Linked DNA regions of Rattus norvegicus: regions 2 and 3 are each linked to region 1. The links are chromatin contacts, called in public Hi-C maps. All regions are on one chromosome and are shown on one strand. The core of a region is the stretch at or near the end of the contact, and the rest is flanking DNA. Distances in the headings are between cores, read along the strand shown.

Evidence for each region. Hi-C and Micro-C count contacts between places; a contact is called where the count stands out from the background.
Region 2: a Hi-C map of kidney shows a contact between it and region 1, with 6 times the contacts expected there. The contact joins the enhancer-like site here to the promoter of Cenpf in region 1. A contact is called at or near these places in 12 of 12 Hi-C or Micro-C datasets (the A7r5 cell line, the Rat2 cell line, Schwann cells and 7 more).
Region 3: a Hi-C map of Schwann cells shows a contact between it and region 1, with 5 times the contacts expected there. The contact joins the promoter of Smyd2 here to the promoter of Cenpf in region 1. A contact is called at or near these places in 5 of 12 Hi-C or Micro-C datasets (the Rat2 cell line, Schwann cells, kidney and 2 more).

The regions. Positions count from the first base shown.
Region 1 is chr13:103,759,631-103,763,757 of GRCr8, reverse strand. It overlaps Cenpf (centromere protein F), which reads left to right and starts at 2,872. Exons shown (of 18, transcript NM_001100827.1): 1 at 2,872-2,981.
Region 2 is chr13:103,948,682-103,952,702 of GRCr8, reverse strand. Ptpn14 (protein tyrosine phosphatase, non-receptor type 14) reads right to left here. Exons shown (of 19, transcript NM_001401364.1): 19 at 995-4,021. Among named protein-coding and RNA genes, the nearest start is that of Smyd2, 47 kb to the left of the region's middle. Within about 2 kb of position 2,267, at least 6 of the 93 cell types and tissues checked have an H3K27ac peak or open chromatin away from gene starts, as enhancers often do. A contact at or near this core is called in the A7r5 cell line and kidney, where this site is marked.
Region 3 is chr13:103,996,221-104,000,322 of GRCr8, reverse strand. It overlaps Smyd2 (SET and MYND domain containing 2), which reads left to right and starts at 2,549. Exons shown (of 12, transcript NM_206851.1): 1 at 2,549-2,755. The coding sequence starts at 2,583.

The DNA of each region.
Region 1 (4,127 bases), core at 1,623-4,122:
GCAACTTTGGTCCCCATCACTGACTCCCTACCCCTTCACTGCTTCCCTTGGGAAACTGGGTGTCAGGATCAGTCCCGGGCACTAACTGACTCTAAAAAGAAGTGGGATGTGAGCAGAGATACGAGAGTGATCACTGTAGGGCCAAGAGGAACCGAGAGAAGAGTTATTTTTCAGTTTTCATTTTAAGTGTGCATGCATGTTTTGCCAGTATATGTGTCCTGTGTATGTGACCCAGAAAAGGGAATCAGATTCCCCGAACTGGAGTTATGGTTGTGAGCTACCATGCAGATGCTGGGAAGTGAACCCAGGTCTTCTGCAAGAGCAGAAACTGCTGAGCCACCTTTCCAATTCAAAGACTATTTACTTTTAAAGAAAAATATATAGGTCTTTAGGTGCTACTAGGAAATTGGAAGTAGTTAGGACTGTTTATTTAGATCGTTGAGGAGGGGAAGCCCTGAGAGAGGTGTGCTACATAACACAGTTGAGCCTGGTAGAATTTGAAATGTTTCCCAGGGTTGTTTGGGTGATGGGGGGTTTCATTTATGACATCTTGCGTTTCCTGCGAACTATACAGTGAGGTCTATTCCTGAGGATGAGCAGGAAGTGGGTACTTAGAGGAGGCTGGAGAAATTATAAAATTTGGAGCAAGGTCTGGGGAGTAATCCAGAGGGTGGGTTCGTAGCTGTATGTGAGTGTCCAGTTGTGGGACTTCTTTCTGTCCCTGTGTGTCTCACGGTATTCCCCAGGAAGAGGACAGACAGACAGGCAAATGCACACATCTGGGAGACATTAGAACAAAGGGTAATGGCGTTGGTCTCAGTGCTGAGTGCTACAGCTCACACCGGAGAAGAAGATGGGAAGGCTAGACAGCACCAAGTGATAGAAAGTAAGGTAGTGGATGAATGATCCAGGCATGGTGGTCTGCGCTTCGAGAAGGACTGACTGCTAGAAAAGCAAGGGCAGGGCAAGAATCCTCAAAGGGAAGTGTAGAAACCAAGTTCTAAGAAAACCAGGAAACATCTTAGTGTGGTAGTCTTAGGGCGATTGTTGCTGTGATAAAACATTATGACCAAAGCAAGCTGGAAGGAGCCGGTTTATTCAGCTGACACTTCCACATCACTGCTCATCACTGAAGAAAATCAGGGCAGGAGCTCCAACAAGGTAGGAGCCTGAGGCAGTGCTGATGCAGAGGCCATGGAGGGGTGCTGCTTACTGTCCCTCACTCCCTGGCTTGCTCAGCCTGCTTTCTTATAGAACCCAGGACCACCAGCCTAGGGTTGGCACCACTCGCACTAGGCTAAGTGAGGCCTCCCTCATCAATCACTAATTAAGAAAATGTCCTCCAGCAGGATCTTATGGAGGCATTTTCTCCATGTTTCAAAATCTCCTTTCAGATAACCCTAGGTTGTGTCAGATTGACATAAAGTTAGCCTGCTCAGTGGTTTTATGAAGAAGGTTGTGTTTGAACTGAAGGATCAGCATGATTTCAGTAAAAGGGAAGCAGAACCAAATCCAACTGCAGGAATAGTCTAATGAAAGGTAAAGGGGACAGAGCAAGTTTGAAAGAGATGGAAGGCAGCACATCAACTTCACAATTCATAGCTTGTTCCTGCCTTTGGAAGCTTATTTGTGAGGAAAGGGATCTCACCTGTCCTTGAGGACTTAACTGATAAAAAGTTGATGAGGGAAGAAAAACGGTGTCCCCTCCCCCCACCCCACTGTGTTGTGTAGCTACTGGTAAGGGGCACTGCTCTGTTAAAGAAACACTATAGTTTGTTTACTCATGTTCCATAAGCAACCATAGTGAAATTCAATCTCTCTCTCTCTCTCTCTCTCTCTCTCTCTCTCTCTCTCTCTCGCTCTCGCTCTCGCTCTCGCTCTCGCTCTCCCTCTCGCTCTCCCTCTCGCTCTCGCTCTCCCTCCCCCTCCCCCCCCCATTATATACAGAGTACACAGTTGCTTTCTTTAGATACACACCAGAAGAGGACATCAGATCCCATTACGGATGGTTGTGAGCCACCATGTGGTTGCTGGGAATTGAACTCAGGACCTCTGGAAGAGCAGTCAGTTCATATATATATATATATATATATATATATATATATATATATATATATGTTCATATACTCACAAACCTGGGCTTCATAAAAAGGTTGGAGTGCACTCATTTTAGAAGGGTCTTGTGAATATTTGAGTCTGATAAAAAGCGTTCACCTTTAATCTCATATTCAGCGCCACTACAACCTGCGCGCGCAAATTCAGATTTTGAAAATAAGACTGAGATGACTGAGAGGTCAGCAGTTGGTGTTTTGCATGCATGTCTTAGATTCAAGTTCAGATTATTTTGTTATGCTGTGCCTCCGTTTTATTTACGCGTTTTATTTATTTATATTTATTTGTTTGTTTGTTTATTTTGTATTTATTTTGCGACAAGAGTCTCTGTATATAGCCCAGGCTGTCCTCCAAACGCCCTCCTCAGGGCGGCTATGACAGGCGCGCGCCAGCTGGCTCAACTTCGCAGCCAACTTTCATAGTAATAGTCACCTCAGAGCTAACACCTCACGTTTGTCCTACAGTTAGAGGGAGCGGCCACCCCGCGGAACAGGCCTCACCCTCCTCCTCAGCACGCCCAGCGGCTCAGGGCCACCCTTTTGAGCATGTAGTGCCCGTCTCTAGGCAACGCCAGCCCATCCAAAGTCTGCTTTGGCACCGCTTGTTTTTAAACAGTCGTCCAAAAGAACCAATCAGAGGAGGCTCACCGAGGATGCTGGCGCGGATTGGTCGACAGCCTTTAGCAATGGCCAATAGGCGTGGAGACTAGCTGGGAGGGACCGGAAGTGAACGACAGGAAGAGGGGCGGTGGCCGCGGGCAGTTTGAATCGCTCGTGCTGGGCGGCAGGTGCGGCGCGCTTTGTGAGGAGCTCGGCGGTGAAGAACCCGGGGTTCTCGGATCCCTGAGCCGGGTTCCGAGAGGCGCTCAGGTGAGCAGCCCCCCCCAGCCCGGAATCCCCGTCCCCCACGCGGCGCCCCATCGGAGTCCCTCATGGTTTCTTGTAGCTTCATTCTCGCTTAGCGGCTTTGGGTCGCCTGGGTGCCAGGCTGTGCTTTGTGCTCAGCAGCCAGAACTAAATAGCACTGGCAGGATTCTGACGGAGGACAACCGTAGAAACCCGCCAGAACCTCTTAGGACCTGAGGCGGGCGATTGGCCCTTGAAGCGAGCCCTCCGCATAATTTAAGACATACTTTCCGGTGGAAGTCCTTTTAAACCTTCACCTCCGACGTTTTGCTTCATCTTTCGTCTTCCTCTCAGACCCTGCCTCTTCAATCTTACTTTTTTGGTTTACGGATTTTTACAACTTTTGCTCCAGTGACCCAATTTAGGTGGCGGTCAGATGGTTCCTTACATCGTCAACACCTAATCGCAAGTAGGCAGGGGATCGGTGTGGTGTATTTATATGTAAGCGTAGGCGAGGTAGAAAATGTATATATGTGTTTTAATGAACATAGTAAAAAATGCTCTTTAAACACCCAAGGCTAATAACCAGAACTCTGACATCTCTCACTCAAATAACAACCCTAAAACCCCATGATGCCCACTGGACAGTATGTAAGTGGAGACGAAACAGTGCTCTACTCTGAGTCTCTGAAAAGACGACACCTTGGTCTGCCCTCAGGATCCTAACCCTCGAATCAAAAACTTCTGTTGGCTTTTAGGGCCTTAGGATGTGTGTAGTCCTGTTTCGATTTGATGTCTCAGGATCAAGTGGTATCCAAGGGAGTCTTCCCCTTCTCTGAGAAGAAGGGGAGGTGTTTGTGAGGTGGGGACTGGGCGCAAGGGGTGGGGTGGGGAACTACCATTAGGATGTAAAGCGAGGGCTGGAGAGATGGCTCAGCGGTTAAGAGCATCGACCGCTCTTCCAGAGGTCCTGAGTTCAATTCCCAGCAATCACATGGTGGCTCACAACCATCTGTAAAGAGATCCGATGCCCTCTTCTGGTGTATCTGAAGACAGCTACAGTGTACTTATATATAATAAATGAATAAATAAATCTTTTAAAAAAAAAGGATGTAAAGTGAATAAATAATAATTATAATAATAATAATAAAGAGAAAAAAAATACATCAC
Region 2 (4,021 bases), core at 1,018-3,517, 190 kb before region 1:
CTGGGACTCAACGCAGGGCCTCCACAAGAGCAGCCAGTGCTCCTACCCACTGAGCCTTGTCTCCAGGCCTTATGTTGACAGTCTAATTTCTCAAGTGTGTACTGAAAATGGTTTGTTTAATCTGCAGAAGAAAACAAACTGGGCTGACTCGGTGTAACACAGACAAACCCTTCTCTCCACCCTGACTCACTGATCCCCACTCCCAATGATCTATTTTTCTGTTGCACCTTCTAAAAACATTACATAGCTTTTATTTCAAGAATCACAACTGTCCCATTGACAAGGTCACCATAAAAATAAAAATATTTTCATGTTTGCTGAAATGACCATCTCTCCTTCCCTTTTAGTATTCCTACTCAGAGGTGAGGCGAGCTGGGGTTGTGAACGGTTTACTGTTGGAAGTTGTCGACACTGGCTGCTGCTCCCCAAGGACACACAGCCTCCTCTTCCCTCTTCACAAGAACTTGCTACCTGCCATGGCAGAAGAGACCCAGAAGGGAGGCTTCCTGCAGGTTCTCTCCAAATGTGTGGGAAAAAAAGACCCATCCTAGCATTTGCTTCTTGTGTGTTTCCTCTACAATGCAGACATGGGGAACTGCAAAGTCTTCATCGAGACAGGTTTTCCAAAAGGTCTTCGCCTATAGAACCGATCTTAGGTAAGAGAGACAATAAGGTGGGAAGATAGCTCAGTCAGCCATGTGCTGACCTCATGAGTCAGCCTGAGGCCCTGAGTTCAAACTCCAGAATAGGGCTTGGTGGCACACGTGTGTATCCCAGTGGCAGAGACAAGTTCCTCAGGCTTGCTTGAACCGGAAGTTCCAGGCTAGGAGAGACCCTGCTCAGAACAAGGTAAAAAGTTCCTGAGGGTTGGCTTCTGGTCTCTACAGGCATGTACACACATGTGAATGAATGCACACCCACACAAGCATGCAGATATGGAGTAAGGGAAGCCTGTGTATTCAACTACTGCAGGTGTGTTATGACAAGACAGCTGTTTTCTCTCAAAACAAGGTTTATTGCATGTAGAAATCAATAGATATCTTTTACAAAAAAGGGGGGGTTAGAATAAAGACCTCACATTTGTAAAGGCACATAGGAAACATTTTACAGCAACGACAAGGACAGAGACAACATCCTCTAGGACTGTTACCTAAATAAGACTTCGTAGAAAGAGGGAACAGTGCAAAAGAATACTGTCAAAAGCCAGCACCCTACACCTCAGAGCTGTCTGTGGCAGAGGCTGGCAGGCAAACGCTTGTTACTGATGAACAACAGCATGCATAACTTTATTTAGGGCTTTTAATATTATCCACGTGACGGAGAGTCTCTGCCAAAGTACAGTCAACGTGATAATTGGTAACTTAGGAAGGAATGTCGTCCTCTTGTCTCCTCTGTCCCCGGTCCTCAGGTGCAGTTTGCGAGGAGAGAGGTTTGACAGCCGTCTCAGTCGGCAACTGCCATGGACTAGGTGCTGAGTCCCAACCTGGAATGCTTTCTTTCTTTCTCTTTCTTTCTTTCTTTCTTTCTTTCTTTCTTTCTTTCTTTCTTCCTTCCTTCCTTCCTTCCTTCCTTTCTTTCTTTCTTTCTTTCTTTCTTTCTTTCTTTCTTTCACAGCTTACAACATAGTGGGTGCTGCTAGCCCATGTGCAAGCCCATAAAAGCCAACCACATCTGGCATAGCACTGCCTTCCAGCCATGGCGGAGGTCTGTAGGCTTCTGTGGGCTGACCCAAGAACCCTAAAGAAAGCTGGTTTCTAAGCTGAGGGTGGGGGTGTCTGTGCATCATTTCAAAATAAAAACCATCAAATGTCAATTATTTTGAAGGAAACCAAAATTCACAACATCTGACAGAAACAACCAAAACGCAAGCATCAAAATACTGAACAAAAGAGTGAAGGACTGGTGAAGCAAAGTAGCCAGTTATTATGTAACACGTCACAAAAGGTTACACTTTCAATAGTCATCTGCACGTGGAACCTCCCCAGGGAACCCTCAGCCAGGTCAGCTGACCACTGAGGGACAGAGGGCATACAGTGGAAATCATCTCTAAGGAAGTGTGGGCTTGTATCTGAAAGAATGTGGTTGAAGAATTTTAGGACTACCAATAGTGGCGAAGAACTTCAAAGGAAATTGCAGTAAAACTTTACAGCCTTTGAGTCTAAATAAAATGGCTCGGAAGGAAAGAGTTTTCAGTTCAATGCTCAAGGTATTTATTAGCTAGCACTGCACCGAGGGAGGCGGAGGCCCCAGAGAAATGCCAAGAACGCCACCTGGCCATGCTCAAGCAGCATTCCTGAGGGTTTAGTGTGAGGTCCCACCCCAAGGCACTGATGGCTCCTCTACTCTCTGCTTTCCACCCAAAAGAGTTTGTGTCCCTGAAGGAAGAGGTTGGAGAAGAAAACTTAATAAGGCAGGAGGCTAGGCAGATAGCTTATTCTGCATTAGCCGTCGATCATAGCACACCCTGTGGGGCTCCCTGGGAAGCCCTGCAGTGCACCTGTCCCACCAGCTGACCAGGGAGACTGGAGCAAACAGTCCAGGCGAGCCAGGGGTAGTTAGACTGCACACCAGCGCTCTCGTCCTAAAGCCTGTTGGGGCACCTGTAATAAACAGGAAGCCTGCTGCCAATGTTATTTCTAATCGAACTAATATTCGTCCTTTTCCTCTCTCTTCTGGTACTGAGGGACGGTGCTGCACCTCAGGACAGGAGGCCTGGTTGTAAGAAGTCTTCTCCCCAACTCGTTTTGGACACTCATTTCCCAGATCCTATTCCCTATCCAACCCCAAAGGCATGGAGTCATTCCTTCTTAAATTAAGAATTCCTCCATGGACATTTTAGAGAGGTTCAAGACCATGGTCCTCTTGCCCGCTCCGTGGCCAGGCAGGAAAAAATTAAGAGGGAGCTTCAGAGAGCTGGTCTGGAAAGCAAGCAAACAAGCAAGGAGAGTTGGTGGTATCTGAATAGACAAAGTGACCTGGAATGCAGACAGTGGAATTGCACAGGGGCACCGCCCCGTCCCCGCACCAGAACACTCACCCTCACCGTGTTTGGATAAACATGGCTCGCACAGGCACTCACCAGCAAGGGAGACTGGGAATGCTAAGCGTGGATGTAACATTGCAGGGGCAGAACCCTGCTCACAGGCGTGCAGTATCGGGCAAGGAGTCTCCAAAGCAACTGCCCAGATGCAAGGGCCACATGTGACAACCCAGTACGGGGAGCAGGCCAGGAGCCCGGGAGAAGTCGATCTCAACACTGGATCACAGCCTTCCCTGGGGTGTTGTATCATCGTTTCCAACTCTGACATCACTGCTGCAGGGTCCAAAACATTTTATGCCCAATAAACTTTGGGTAAGAAATTCGGGGGTGATCTAACCTCCCCACTGTCTTTGGACAAGCGCTGGTCCTGCTGGCAAGCCCATAGCAGAAGAGTCGCTGTCTAGGTAACAGTTGGACATGCTTAGGCTGGCGTTTGCTCCAACCCTCCCGCCAGACAACCAAACATCCTTTCACTTATCTCTAAGATGAGGAGACGGAACACAGCTCTGAACCGCAAGGCCCGGCCTCCAAACGGCAGTGCGTTATCCACCTATGAGATCGAGGGGTGCCAGATCCCCAGTGCCTGGCCACGAACAGGCTAGCAGCAACGGGCCAGTGAGAGTCTGAGAAACACAGTGTGCCGTATTAATCGTATTAAGGCCATGGAGGACTGGACACACTGGGTAAAAACCCTCACTTCCCCTAAGGTGTAACAGAAATGCAGAAGCTGAGGACAGGGAAGACAGGATGGATACTGGACAAGCTGCTGGACCCGGGTTCCAGCTCCCCTAGAATGGGTGACATCTGCATGGGTTGGCAGCACACCCTCATATTTCCCCAAGGTGATTTGCCACCAACGGACTCAGAAGCGAGGCGAAGGCATTTTCAGGCTGCAATGACCCTCCGGGGCTAACTGTGACTGACTCCACCCTCCAGAGCCGACTCATCTGTCACTCAACAAGCCATAGGTCACCAGGGACT
Region 3 (4,102 bases), core at 1,300-3,799, 240 kb before region 1:
CTAACTCCAGTCCTCAATACATTGGTTAGACTCCTTAACTATACAAGGCAATGTTTACACACGCCAGATATGAGGCCCTCCCTAATAATATCTTTGAGTGACATTACCCAGGTCCTTCAGAACTGTCTTGTAATTTCGTATCACAGTGTGAGCACCTGATTAGACCCCAGCTATCTGTGGCTATGGGACCCCAAGTGCTGGGTCTCCTCTGCGCATGTGCAGCCGATAAATTCCATCTGGAGGAACGACAGCGGGGCCGGTCATGTTCTCTGCTGGCCCCTCTGCCAGGGCTTCATTTCCTAGCCCAGAGCTGTTTCTTCCACGTGCTAATCTGCAGCTGGAAGGATGCGTAACAAATGGATTAGATGATCTTTTAGGCCGTTAAGCAGAGGGGGCCTTCATCCTGTGCCCGCCGTGTCTGCCTTTCAACGTGAGGCAAAGCCGCCCCAAATCTTTCCAACATCGCTTTCCCCAAACCATGGGACAAGCGGGAGAGGAGCTGGTAGCCGGGCCCTGGCAGCCAGACAGCTTCCTTCATGGAATGTGAGACCGCTGAGTGGCAGAGCGGCAAGCATGAGATGCATGGAGGGTGCTGTCATCGGTCTGCCCCGGCTGGCTGGGAGCCGTGCCTTGGCCATTTATTTTAAGCACAGCTTTAATCATTACGGGAGGCTCCTAACTTTACAGCTATTGCTTAGCCGCCTGTTTCTCCGTCCCCAGTCACTCGAATTCATCCCGACTTTTCTGAAATGAAGCCGCTTGTTTTCCAGTGTTCTCTCGGAACACTCACCTCTGCCCTGAGATGCCCTGGGTTTAGTCCGCAGTACCCCAGGGAACAGGGTGTGGTGCTGCATACCTGTACTACGGTCATTAGGAAGACAGGCAGGAGGCACCAAAGTCCAAGGTCAATCTCTGGTTGGTAGGGAGGTTGAGGCCAGCCTGTGTCAAAACAACACGAGCAGGAGAAAGGTGTGTGTGTGGGGGGGGGGGGTTGAGTGGGGGGGGAACGGGACACATTTCTCAAACTCTGCACAATGAGTTCTTGAACGAGTAAATCGTGCGCTGAGTTAACAAACACGTTGCTTGTTTATTTCTACGTCTTTTCTTCTTTGTACCGGCTAGACATCCTTCCCCAAACCAGAGTGCTAAGAAGCAAAACAAAATGAATCCAAAAGACACATTGCCAAGCTGGCTGGCTATCTTTGAAAGTCCCAAGATTTGAGAAAACGCCTCTGGCAGATGGCAGGCTATGTCATGGAGTGAGGCTGCGGCCACACACCTATGACTCTGAGAATGTTGCCCACCACAGGTGAGAAGTGTATGGAAAATGGTTTCCCAAATCTTACACCGATTTTAAGGTTAAGCATGATGTGTTAAATAAATACATTGGCTCGATGGTTGGTTAGCGAATGATGCCCAGTAACTAAGGGTAATTATTACTGGGATAAATTATGTGGGTTTGAAGGACCCGGTGCTACACTTTGTCCAGGTTTATAGTCCACTGATGTCCATGGTTACTAAAATGGATACATGGGCCAGCTAGATCAGAGGCACCAAACCTGACAGACAAACCAGACACAGGCCCCGTGTGGTGGAAGGTGAGAGCCCACTTCTGCAAGTTTGCCCTCTGACCCCCACACACGTTCATAGGAGCATTTTATCATTAAAGGGATTTTATTTACACCCTCCAAATTCCCAGTTCTGTGATTTGCCCCGTGAACGAAAGCTGGAGAAAGAACTGCAGCTGGCACTGGACCTCTCTCTGTAAAGCTAATTAGCTGATTTGAACTTCAACCTTTGCGGAGAGGCTGCAATGTCGCAGGTCTGGAGCTTACTGGCAGTTTTTCTTGGGCCCTCTCCAGTTCCCTTAATAGCTACCGGTTGCCTACCCCGTGTCTAACCTACCAGCTTGTGAAGAACAGGTAAAACCGTCTGGAACATTATCAGATCACAAGCTCACACCGACCCATATGCTAAGATGTAGTCAGACTGCATCTGAGGCCTATAGCTGAGGTCCCTTCCCTTCTGCAGCCAGCTTACTGGGGGTCCCACCGCATGTATTTTTGAAGTCTTGATTTATGATTTTCTTTGTCTGGTTATTATGGACATTTTAAATCGAATTGTTACAACATCGGAAGGTAGAGTTTGGGGTAACCCAAACCTGGCCCCTCATCTTGGCTCCAGAATGAGCCAAGGGAGGTGAGAACTGTGCTTTTTGCACGCACAGCTCAACAACTGCAAACCACATTCATTCACCCCCTGCTCCACTAGCCGGGATCTTAGTTCTTAGTGGGGCGCCGTCTGCGGACACAGCGGGTGGTGGTCTGGACGGTTGGGGACTCCGGCCTTTCCCACCGGGCAGCGCAGCCTGGCGTGTGCGGGCGGACTCCCGCGCGCGCGCCCTGCGCACCCTCGCACCGCCCTCCCGCCCGGCGCTCCGGGGCGCGGCCAGGGCACAGCACCCGCCCCGAGAGGAGCGCCGAGTTCCTTGAAGGCCGGCGGCCGCCGCAGACCTGCCCTCCCTCCCTCCCTCCCTCCCGTGACGCGCGTGCCCCGCAGCGCGCAGCCGCAGCGCTGCCAGCATGCGCGCCGAGGCCCGCGGCGGCCTGGAGCGCTTCTGCAGCGCGGGCAAGGGCCGGGGGCTCCGTGCGCTGCGGCCCTTCCACGTGGGCGACCTCCTCTTCTCCTGCCCGGCCTACGCCTGCGTGCTCACCGTGGGCGAGCGGGGCCACCACTGCGAGTGCTGCTTCGCCAGGTACTCGGGGACCGTGCGGGAGGGAGGGGCCACGCGGGGCCACGTGCGCCGCGTCCGCTCAGCCACGGCCTGCCCCGCAGCCGGACCTGCGCCGCCCCACGCGTGTCCGCTCTAGTTTAGACTCCCTGTGGTCCGGAGGCCTCCCGGGCTGTGCTGAGATGGGCGGCTCCCCCACCCCCCAAGAAGTGACAACCCGATCAGCCGGGGACCCTTCCGGTTATCCTTGAGGAGGGACGGTATGGGGCACGCCTATGAGACTGGGCTCCGTAGATGGGGGGGAGGGGGATACAGTTTGTTGGGAGAATATTTGTAGTACATCATATATGTCCTGAGTCCACGCCCATATGCTAAGCCTTCAGGTAGTTGTGGAGCAGAAAGGTACTCCGCCATCCCACCCTGTCTCTTCATTTTACAGACACACTTTATCTTAAGGGCTGAGAAGAGATCATTTTACTGTTGGGAAACTAAAGCCCAGAGAGGAAGGGCACCTGGGTGTACACAAAGCACTAATTAGGGGCTGAAGCCTGGCCTGCCTCAGGACTGACACTTCCCACCCACTCCTGTGCTCCCCAAGTTTCCTGAGCTAGGGGGTCTGGCTTTAGAGTTCAGCCTACCCCAGGCCATCTGTGGATGCCTGAGGAAGGGACCCTCATACTTGCTTTGAAGGTCAGTGCCTTCATCTTTGAAGTGGAGATGGTGGGATAGATTAAGCTAACATGGGGTTCTCGGGTCCCTCTCGAGGGCTGGTCTGAGTCCAGCACTCATCGAAGCTCTCTGCACTTAGCCTCCCAGACTGGTGTACCTCATTCTCCAATAAGACAACAAAAGAATGGACAAAGGCTGAATATTAGAGTAATCTCGGCCCGACTCCCTGCCAGAACTGTCTTCCGCTTGGGGGGACCTGGAAAGGAACTAGACGCAGAACCATGCCGTGGGCAGCGGAAGGGCTGTATGTGATGTGCCTCTTTGAATTGGTGAGCCAAGAGCTAAAGGGTCATGGCACCACTTTGCGACGTTCGAGTGAAGTGAGCATTGGGTTTTCCCAAAGTTAAAAAGGCTGCTGAGACTGGTCCCTTGATCTTCTGAGCCTCGCTGTGGCTGGGAGTCTGCAGCAGTGTGGGTGTCTGCAGTAAAGGAGCAAAACGGGTCACCCAGCACAGAAGGGGCCTCCCTCAGGGGTCCTGGTGCTTGCCAGAAGCCACAGCGTGCGCTGAGAGGTGTGGGCCTTGCTCAGTGCGTAGTAGGGACTCGTGGCCAGTCTCTCCTCCTGAAATTAAATATCTGCGTTGACAGCTGAGACGTGCTTCTCTCCTGTTGGGAGTGTCCTGATTGTACGCAGACACACAA